Regions from separate parts of the Anas platyrhynchos genome. Here region 1 is linked to region 2. The links are chromatin contacts, called in public Hi-C maps. All regions are on one chromosome and are shown on one strand. The core of a region is the stretch at or near the end of the contact, and the rest is flanking DNA. Distances in the headings are between cores, read along the strand shown.

Region 1 (5,017 bases), core at 2,358-4,857, 160 kb after region 2:
ACTTATTTTAAACCCACCACCACTTCCTTCTTATATCTGATTGTAGTTTTTTAAATCATTACGCTGTTCTTTACTGGGGGTTGTGTATTTTTGGTGACTAGTAAGTTCTTTTAAGCAGTTCTCAATCGTTATTCATATTTTCTTATTTAAATCCCAATTCTCTTCAGGGCTAGGAAACAGACCTTTTTAAAGCATCATGCCCTTGAAGGCATTGCATTACCATTTTGGACCTCTTTTGCTTTCATTTAACAATGCAGTTAAGCTGTAAGCCTGCTACCAGTCTCTCATTTCTACCAGTACTTTAGCCACTTGGATGAGGTGAAATACAAGTTTTGAACATTTTGGACTTAAGATTTGTAAAATCAGGAAACTGCTTAGAACATTTAAAAATCCCTAGAGCTATTTTTAAGTCAGCAACGTCAGCATGTGTTAAACTAAATAATCACTTAGCTTTCTTTTTTCTTTAGGTAAGACTTGAATAACCAATGCTCCCATATGCCAGTGTTGCTCAGCTGTCTGTTGCAGATCCAAGTCATTGCAGCAGTTATTTGAATACTGATATTCAGTATTGTTAATTAGAAAATCAGAATTCAAAATCACAAGCAAGAGACCAGGTAATACCTTTTCTTTTTCTAGCCTGCTTCTGCCATCTCAATCTTTGTTAGGGCTATAGACATTGATTTTAACACTCAGTCACACAAGCCATCCCAGCATCTTTTACAATTTCTTATAGCTGTAGGATCCTGGGCAGGCAAAGCCTCAATGAATATAAAATGGAAAGGGATGCCACGACTGTATGCAGCTGAAGATGATATATTAGAATGGACTTGACTTCTGTATTGTGCTTCTGTAAAGAAGGACATACTTTTGAAAGGAAAAGCTGGGGCTGCAGCTGAATATACCTGACACCACTCAGCAGAGCTGATGTACAGCAGCAGGATTAGAAAGCCAGACCTGCTGCTTCCTGGGCTGGAGCAGGGTGACAACTTATTACTGTTTGCATCCTCTCTTCAGAGCTTCAGGGACGCTCTTCCTCTCTTAAGGGACCGGAGTCACAAACCATTAAAATACATGCCTGTGTTTTGCTGAGGAACCATCTGTAGTAATACCTGCATTCACTGTAATGGTATTTATCGATCAGACAAGAATGGGGGCGCGTGGTGCTGAGAAAGTAGAAGAGTTATTGACAGCTGCTGTTCCAAAGTGGGACTCGCTAAAGTAGTAGCTGCTGAAAGTTTGCCAGGTCTGACACAGAATGAGGGATACCCAAAGAGTCTTAATGCTCCTTGTACAAGGATCCTAATAATGCTTTAAACCATATTACTGTTAATATTTATTCTGAGTAGTAACAGGACTCTAAGGGATTGCAGTTTGCTGGAAATAATGGAGAAAAAAAGTTTCTTCAAACTGGAAGCCCTTCAGCCCTAGCATCTATATATTCTACATATTCTTCCTGCTTCCCTCCACCTTGCTGTTTATTAATTTGAAGCCAAATTATCTCAGAGAATGCCCAAGACCTTTGGATGGATGATTTATCTGGATGAGTGGGTTATCTTCCTAATCAGGAAAAGAGAACGACTGGCTCAACAGTTTCCAAGTTCAATAACATCCTTCTTAATAAATTGCTGAGGCATGAGAGGTTTCCGTTCCTTGCTGGCATCTTTACACTGTGCCCAAAGAAACAATCATATCAGGTTCAGGAAGCCAAATGACTGAAAGGGCAGGGAAACAGGAACCGTCCCCACGGATGTCCTCCCCAGAGAGGCTGGGAACGTACTCTGCTGTGGGAAATGGGACGCTGAGGTCGGCCAGAGTGCACGGCAGGTATGCTCATCTCTTGGGACAGGGAGAAATAGGGATGGTGGCCTGTTCTGCCATTCCTCCCACTGCCCTGTCCTGCTTATGAGCTTTCCTGAGCCACCTCCATGCCTTGTGTGCATGGGGCACCTCCACTGCAGAATGATGCGGTGTGGAAATGAAGGCAGGGAGATAAAGGTGGAGAGTGGGTGGTGACAACGCTCCTGAGAGCCCTGAGCCTACCACTCAGCAAGGCAGGCCTTGGTGGTGTTAGGAGAGCCCAGAAGAAGGGAGAAATGACTAGGGAACGAGCCCCCAGCAGAAACTGAAAGGCAACAAACCTTGTGGACAGGGAGGTAACACAAGAAGTTTCCAGACGTGCCCTCTTGTTCAGGTCCTTCAGAAGCTTGGTCCCTTCCAGCATCTCGTGCCTGAGAATGTTAAGGGATTGTACAAACAGCCTTGATAAAACAAACACACAGATCTCTGCAAGGGTTGGGGAAATATGAGCCCCTATTTTACTGGCAGGCCTGGAGCAATTATTACCAGAAGTGTTATCAGGTACGTGTTCCTCCCGTCCCTGGATCCGCTTTTTGTAGTACAGATTGGCGGTAAGCGATGTGTTCCCTGAGTGCTCTGATACCTCACAACAGTTAATCTGTCTCTCTGAGGAGGATCTCAACAGCAGTGGAAAGGACATAATGTAGAAAATATGTAGAGAGAAATTTGAGTCCAGGGGCCACCTAAGTATGCAGCTGCCAGTCTTCTCAGTGATGCCTTCCAGCTGATGTGCTGCACCTCCATGTCTGACCAGGGCAGGTTCAGGGCAAGAGAAGGGGCTAGGTGAGAGGACACATGGGGACCCAGGAAAAGTATTTTCTCTATGATGGCTCTGTAATGCACATGCTACACCTTGCCTACAAGCTCTGTGCCCGGTCCCAGCACACCTGTTCAGAAATAACATCTGCTTTAGGGTGAGAACGTGGAATTTCTGACCTGGGCACTGTTGTAAAGTCTGTGAAGGAAGCTCAGTCAAGTTCTAAGTGAAGTCATGCCGAGCAGTGAAATCATGTGTCTAAGATTATTCTTCTCTTCCTAGTGCTGTTTGTGCTTCTGCTGCGGTACTACGACACCTACCTTTGACCATTGACAGCGTATCTCCTTTGCCTTGCAGTTACTTCGTGAGCTCAGTTCAGATTTTATTATTAACTGTGCTGTTATTAAAGGGGAAATCATGCAGGTCAGTTGGTATACATCACAAATGTTTGTTGGGTAAGGGATAGAGATTCAAGAGAAAACACAGACTATACTAGCAAAAGGAGTGCTTTGTCAACAAAGTCGACACTGTTTACATAGGTAAAATCAATGCCATAAAAAAGTGATCTTCACATCAGCTTATCTACATCTATTTAACCACTAAAAAGGTACTATAAAAATTGTATTCCAAGCATATCATCTTAAGATCAACTGCATCATCTTAACTTTCCTGTGCTCGCCTTAGTCTTGTATCTGCAGAAAAGGTCTAAGACATGAGGGAAGAGAAAGGTAGGGTGCAGACATAGCGTACCAGACACCTTGTGCCTTCTTTCTCAGCCATTGCATCCCTCGGTTTCCCCTGGCGCTGTGCAGTGCATGAGTGAGAAAACACCGCCCGCTAGTGGTTTAGGATGCGGCAGCCCGAGAGACCGCTTGGCAGAGGCTGTTTCCTATTTTTGCTTTGCTGATGCCGCTCCAGCGGTTCTGCCGAGATGAGGTGGGTGGCTCTTATTGCTCCAAAGATAAAATCAGCATCTCTGGAAAAGGTCAGCGCTAAACTGTGTGAGAAGAAGAGGTTCTTACTGGCAGTGCCGTGGGTCACTCGCATGCTGTTTTTCATGGTTAGCTTTAATGTCCAGATGAAATGCTCTAAATAAGGCACGGCATTTAATCTCACAGTTGCGATAGTAGGAGAACGAATTGTGGTTACGAAATGTGGTTACGTTAAGCATGAAGCTCTAAATCCACAGCACGTTCAGAGCAATCACTGCTTACTGAAGTGAACTATAAAGCAGTGACCATCCCAAAGCTTCCTTGAGGACAGCCCTCCTTGCAGGGCAGCCAGAGGGCGTGGAGGCACCTCTGCTAGCCTGGGACGAGCTAGCCCCAGCATGGGAAGCAGCATAGCACCAGTGTGCTTCACGCTGCCCCAGCTCATTAGCCCCACTCTGGAGAGGAGATAATTAGCTCAAGTGGAACACGTTGCTGACACAGCAGACCTGCTTGCAGACCTGAGCTGATATCTGCCCAGCTCAGCATTGCGCTGTGTGGTGTAGGCAACTCAGGATGTCCAGGCTGAGTTTTCAGGGTGGGTGGCAAGATACTTTTATTTACTGAAGATATTTCTTGGAGACAAGTGCCAAGAAATCATAGAAGCGTAGGGCCAAAGACCTCAGAAAGCCTCCCCCTTCCCTTCCAATTGTTTTCCTTTTTATGAGATAAGATCATTCTTAACAGATGTTTGTTTACCTCTTCATAAAAACCTCCTGTGATTCTACAGCCTCCCCAAGCAGTGTGCTGCAGTGCTTTGCTGTTCTTACCGCTGCAAAGTGTTTTTCTAATGTTTAGCTATATCATCTTTATTGCAAATTAAGCTGATTATTTCTTCTTCTACTTCTGGTGAATGTGGAGGACAACTGCTTAGTCTTTCTACCCATTATAACAAATGTTTATGTGCTGGAAGACTGTTACCATGCTTTCCCTCCTGTTGTTCTTTTCCTAGAGAAAACAAACCCAGTTCTTTTATCCATTCCTTATAAGTCATGTTTTTTTTTTTTCTTTTTTTTTTTAATCTCTTATCTTTTTTTTTTTTTTTTTTTTTTTTTTTTTTTGCTTTCGGACTTTCTCCAATTCGTCAACATCTTCTGTAAAATGTAGTGCCTGGAACTGGACATACTGTTCCTGCTGAGAGCTCAGCACTACCCAGTAAATGCACAGAATAATTGCTTCCTTTGTCTTATACACAAAACTCCCCTTAAAGCACTTCAGAATGAGATTTGTCTTTTTCTGTGGGAATCTCACTTAACAGACTTGTATTCGGTCCCACCCCAGCCCTTTCTGTGCTGCACTGCTGTCAAAATGGTCATGATCGACTTTGGACCAGTGTGTTTGGTGTCTGTGCCCTCATCATTTCTGAATTATACCTTGATGCAATCACCTCTGCAGGCCACCTCGCCAGTGTCTC
Region 2 (4,986 bases), core at 1,062-3,561:
CTACTGCTTAGAGCAGTTAGTAAGTGCTGCTGGACTGTAAGAGCCACAAAAACCTCTCCACTACTTTTTGGTAGACACTGCATCAATGCCTTGGCTTCATACAACACTGCACATACATATGGGGCGAACCCACTATGAGAATGATCAAACCCTGGCACAGGTTGCCCAGAGAGGTTGTGGGGTTCACATCTTTGGAGATATTCATATCCTGGCTGTACATGGTCCTGGCAACTTACTCTATGTGGCCCTGCTTGAACAAGGAGGTTGGACCTGATGATCTCAACAGGTTCCCCTCCTACCTCAATGATTCTGTTATTCTGTATCAGATAAAAAATCGTAAACTACATAAAGAATTGTTCCGGTACAGATGGACTGATCACGGGATAAGCTGTGTGACAGGGATGCAAATCTAATGAGCTGGAGATCATGAAGAAAGTTGGAGAGTTTTACAGCATGTCCATGTCATTCTTGCCTATATTGCTACCTTTCAGTAGTCTCTGAAAGTTCTTTTCAGTTCGTGGCCACCAGAAAACCTGGCACAAGTAGAGTCTGTTATCTGGGAAAAAGTACTGGCTTTCAGTGTTCTGCTGCACACTTACATATCTCCAAATCAGCTATCAAAATGAAAAGAGTCTTTTAGGTGCACAGTGGATACATGTTGTATCATCTTTCCAGATTCTTTTGTAAAGCCTGTCACTACTGAATAAAACTGCTCTTTAAACAACCCTTAAATGAAATGCTGCTGTAATGAGAACTAGGTTTGGAGAATCACAGCAACTGTAACTTTCTGTTACTATCAATTATCATGTTCTGAAGCAGGTGTGGAAGTCATACCCAAAGGCGGGTAGGAGATAGTGGAGTGTATGTTTAAAGATTAGGAGATGTCTTTAGGCTGTATTTGAATTGTAACTGAGGAAAAAGACTGGAAGACTAAACTAGAAGAGACTTGTCATAAATATATAAAGAGCAATGAAGATCAAAACCTCCAAACAGTATAGCAATGGTTGACCCAAAATGACTCATCTGATATTAAAAGCCAGTCTGGTGCTCAATCTCACCTCCAAAATGAATGAGCACATCTATTTTTTAAACAGGAGTCTGAACATGGGACATCTGCACTTCTACGTTTGGAAGCCTAATCCTAAAAGCAGGGGAATACTTCCTGAATGCGCTTCTCTTGGACCATCTGAGGTCACGCAGAAGTCAGGCAGTTAAATACGCACTGCTACTCCAGTTCTGACAAGCAGCGAACTAAACTCCCCAGAAAGAGGGCTCTTCCAGTTCTCCCTTCCCTTCTCCCACTGGAAGCCCTGTCCAGGCACAGGCAGCGCACAAGGTACAACACAGCATCAGACCAAATGAATGTGCTTTCTGTAATGATTCTTCTTAACCTACCTATTTTAAAATATTTTGCATGTACTTGATTTCTTCCACTTTTAAAAGCCCATCAGAAAAACTTGTTAGCAGTGTCCCACTGCGAGAGAAGGCAGAAGGGGATTTTTAACACAGAAATACCACCAGCTGTGTGTGGGATTACTGTGTGCTCAGGTATGAGATGCTGACACAGTTTATGTCATTCAGTCGCAGAGGACAACAAGGACTGTGACCGATCTGCAGCTGGACACACCCTCTACTAGAGCTACGGAGGCCTATTTCACACAATGCCATTAATCATCTCCTTCTGGCAAGCACTGTGATCTACGATGGCTGCAGATATGATACTTTAGAGCCCAAATACTCTACAGCTAACTCTCATCCATCAGTGCTGCCAGAAGTGTTCCCGCTCGTGGCCAGAGTCCTGTCCGGTACCAAGCAAAGCAGTGTCTCACCTCTGGTGGCAGCTGCAATTCTCCTTTACACATGGCTTATAGGCTCCCACGGCGTTGTTAATGCGGTCAGTTATCGTCTTCCAGTTGGCATCTGAAACACACAGGAAGGAAAAGCCAAAAGCTCATTCGTGAAACCGCCGGGGCGACCTGCGGGTGCCGCGCAGCGGACCAGCATCACCCAGCCCGACCCCCCTGCAGCCGCGCTCACCTGCCGGGCCGCCCGCCGCCACCCCCGGTACCGGTGCCGGTGCCCGCAGCGCCCCCAGGGCCAGCAGCGCCCAGAGGGGCAGCGCCGCCCGCCCCATGGCGCCGCCGTGCCGCCGGGGGGGGGGGCGGAGACGGCCCGGCTACAAATGGCGGCCGCGGCCACCGCTGGCCCCCCCCTCAAAATGGCGGCGGTCGTTGGGCGCCATGGGAGCTGTAGTTTTTGCCGTGCCTCGGCCCGGCCGCGCTCCGTGGCGGCGCTGCTCCCCCAGCACAGCCACCGCGCCGAGCCCCTGAGGGCTGCGTGTGGCCGGGACCCGGTGGGCAGGGTCCTCCGTGCCTCCCCCTGCCGTGTGCTCCCAGGAGCGGGTTGCCTGCAGTGGCCATGGGGCAGTGTTGAGCCATGGGGTGGCTGCGTTGAGGTGCCTGGGCCCAATCTGCCCCTGCTGCCCTGCAGGGAGCGGTGGCTGCTGCCCCTGAAACTGGTGGTGGAGCTGCTGGTTGGCACTGGAGGCTGCCCTGCAGCGTGTGCGACCCTCTGTGGGCTCTCGTGGGTCACGTCGTGGCAGCTTTAACCCACAGGAATAAGGGCGCCAATGTGGCAGGGAGTGTTGTCAGGAACCTGGTTTCCCCAGCATGAGACCTGCCTATCGCACGGCAGCCATCCCGGTGTCTGTTTCTCCCCAAATGCAGGAACTTTGACTGCATTACTTGGAGTAAAACAGGGCCATCTACTGAAAAAATAACCAATGCCTAGAGAAGAGCTGTGTGTGTTTATGATACTTCCTCCGAACCTCTTAGCTTTACTCATTTACAGCTCAGGAGTCTCATGAGGGTTATGCAGCTGGTGCGTACCTAGCAGACCTCAGCCAGCCTGAGGGGTTTTTGGAACTTCCCTGGACACCTGAATTCATCAAACACTTCATCCAGACTGTAAGTAAGAGGCTCCTTCTCCTGTTATAACTTCAGGGGTGGATGGGGAGGGGGAAGCAGTCTCAGATGAAGAGAGTGGAGGTGGATTTTACCACAGAGGATGTCTGGAGATGGTGGTTTTATCAGCTGTCTTCACTAACACTCATCAGTAGCTCTAGGCTTGTTCTGGCCAAAGAGTAACAGTTGCTGCCTTTGCGCACGGTAGGAAGCCAAATAGAGCTGCAGGGAAGTACCCAAGAGGAAGGAAAAATAGAAGCCCATGCGGTTGCCTCTGCTTTATTCAATTTGATTGTTTAGAGTTAAGACATGGTTGTTACTGTGTAGGAATAATAGTTGAGATTGGTTTGTGTAAACTTTTCTGCAGCTTTGGGAAAGTGGACTAGAAGAAAAAAGGGAAACAATAGGACTGAGTGCCATCAGTGTACCATGTAGGACCCGCTCTATTCAGAATGGTTTCTAAGAATGCAGTCTTCAGAACTACCTCCTGCTTAATGTTTCGGTCAGCTCAGTCGTATTTATCCAGCCTTCAGGAGACAGGCTCATTAATCCACTGCTGGATATAATAACCATGCTGATAAGCAGCCAAATTAATATAGGTTATAGTGCTTTGGGCTAAGCAGACGCTATCCTAACATGAATCCAGACCATTTGATTGATCTTTCTTCCCAGGTTGAATGTGGGAAGGCCTGTCCCATCTTCATTGTCTCTCTGTATCAAACTGTGAATGCTAAACCTTCATCTTTCCTGGTCCAGATTTATTTTGGTGTTCTTCGATGCCAGGAGGAGGTGCTGTGGCCCCTCATTAAGAGGAAGGAGTTACATTTACATAAAGCTGATATCTATAATGTGAAGGCTGAGTGATTAGCCACACAAGCCACCAACTGGGAATGAAGGCTTTTTTTTTTGTGAGACTGAAATGGTTATGTAGGTAACTGTAGGTTTGGGTGGAGAAGTAGCTACCAGAAAGCAGACCCAAGAGAAAAAGCATGTGCTGAGGAAGAACATTGAAGGTTCCCCCTGGACTGATGATTTCTGGAGATTAGAAGTTCTGCTGAATCTGCAAGAGCTGATAAACATGGGCACCAAGCATTGCCTAAATCTGTGCAAGGCCAGTAGATGCTATTATCAACAGATAGTTGCATGACTAGAGGACAGGGGTTCCTATTTGCAGGCTAAGACTAGTGGCTTGTATGTGCATCCATTGAAGTAAATGACTTTGAGGGACTTTCTGAACAGCTGCATGGACACCTGTGGGTCACCACAACCCCTGAGTGTACAGCTGGTGTTGTCCTCCAAGAGTTGCTCCAGCTGGGTGATTGTATGAGTGAAGTATAAGGGAGTAAGTGCATGTTGTATTATCTGCTATCGGTAGTAATAGCTTCGTAGAGTGAAAAACTTGAGTATTTCTGGCTATCTCATCCCAAACTTGTGTTGCATAGCCAAAGAGTTTTTGATCAAAAGAGGAAATTATTTCTTTGTTTTCTGCTAGGGTCCCTCTGTTTTCCTTTCTGCACAGGACTTACTTTTTCCCTCTACTGGCCCTTCTACAGCTACAGGAGTTGTAGATCCCAAACTGGAGGCTAGCCTTAAGACTTGCCCAAAAGTATGAACCTTCAGTAAGTAACACGATATAAAAATTGCCAAAATACGTGTATTTGCCTCTGATGGTCTTTCTCACTCTTAGCCATTTCTACAAAAACTAATCCAGCCGTTATTTCTAGCATCATTTTCTGTCTCCCTCAAGTTCCAGACCAGAATTTCCTGCTTCTTCCCCGGCTCACTGATGGAGACATCAGCGTGCTGTTCCAACACTTTTTCTGGTTGTTTCTCACAGCTCCCTGCTAGTCTGTTACACAGCCAGTAGGACTGTTGTAGTTTGCTCTGTAGCAAAGGTTATTTCGGGTGCTTTCTCTGAGGCAAAGAGTAGGAGTGGTAGTCAGCATAAATGTTTAATAGGCCCTGAGAGCTAAGACTTTAAGATGAAGCTCCTTTTGAAGCTACATTTACAGTCTCTGCTCTC

What was found. A called contact is a pair of places that touch in the nucleus more often than the background predicts.
Region 1: a Hi-C map of liver shows a contact between it and region 2, with 2.6 times the contacts expected there. The contact joins the enhancer-like site here to the promoter of BCL9 in region 2. A contact is called at or near these places in 4 of 8 Hi-C or Micro-C datasets (liver, skeletal muscle and subcutaneous adipose tissue).

The regions. Positions count from the first base shown.
Region 1 is chr1:97,440,089-97,445,105 of IASCAAS_PekinDuck_T2T, forward strand. All of the region lies in intron 11 of GJA8 (gap junction protein alpha 8), which reads left to right. Among named protein-coding and RNA genes, the nearest start is that of GPR89B, 21 kb to the right of the region's middle. Within about 2 kb of position 3,608, at least 1 of the 8 cell types and tissues checked has an H3K27ac peak or open chromatin away from gene starts, as enhancers often do.
Region 2 is chr1:97,286,051-97,291,036 of IASCAAS_PekinDuck_T2T, forward strand. BCL9 (BCL9 transcription coactivator) reads left to right here and starts at 2,312. Exons shown (of 10, transcript XM_038184617.2): 1 at 2,312-2,966. POGLUT1 (protein O-glucosyltransferase 1) reads right to left here and starts at 2,198. Exons shown (of 11, transcript XM_027449355.3): 1 at 2,038-2,198; 2 at 1,830-1,920. The coding sequence starts at 2,134.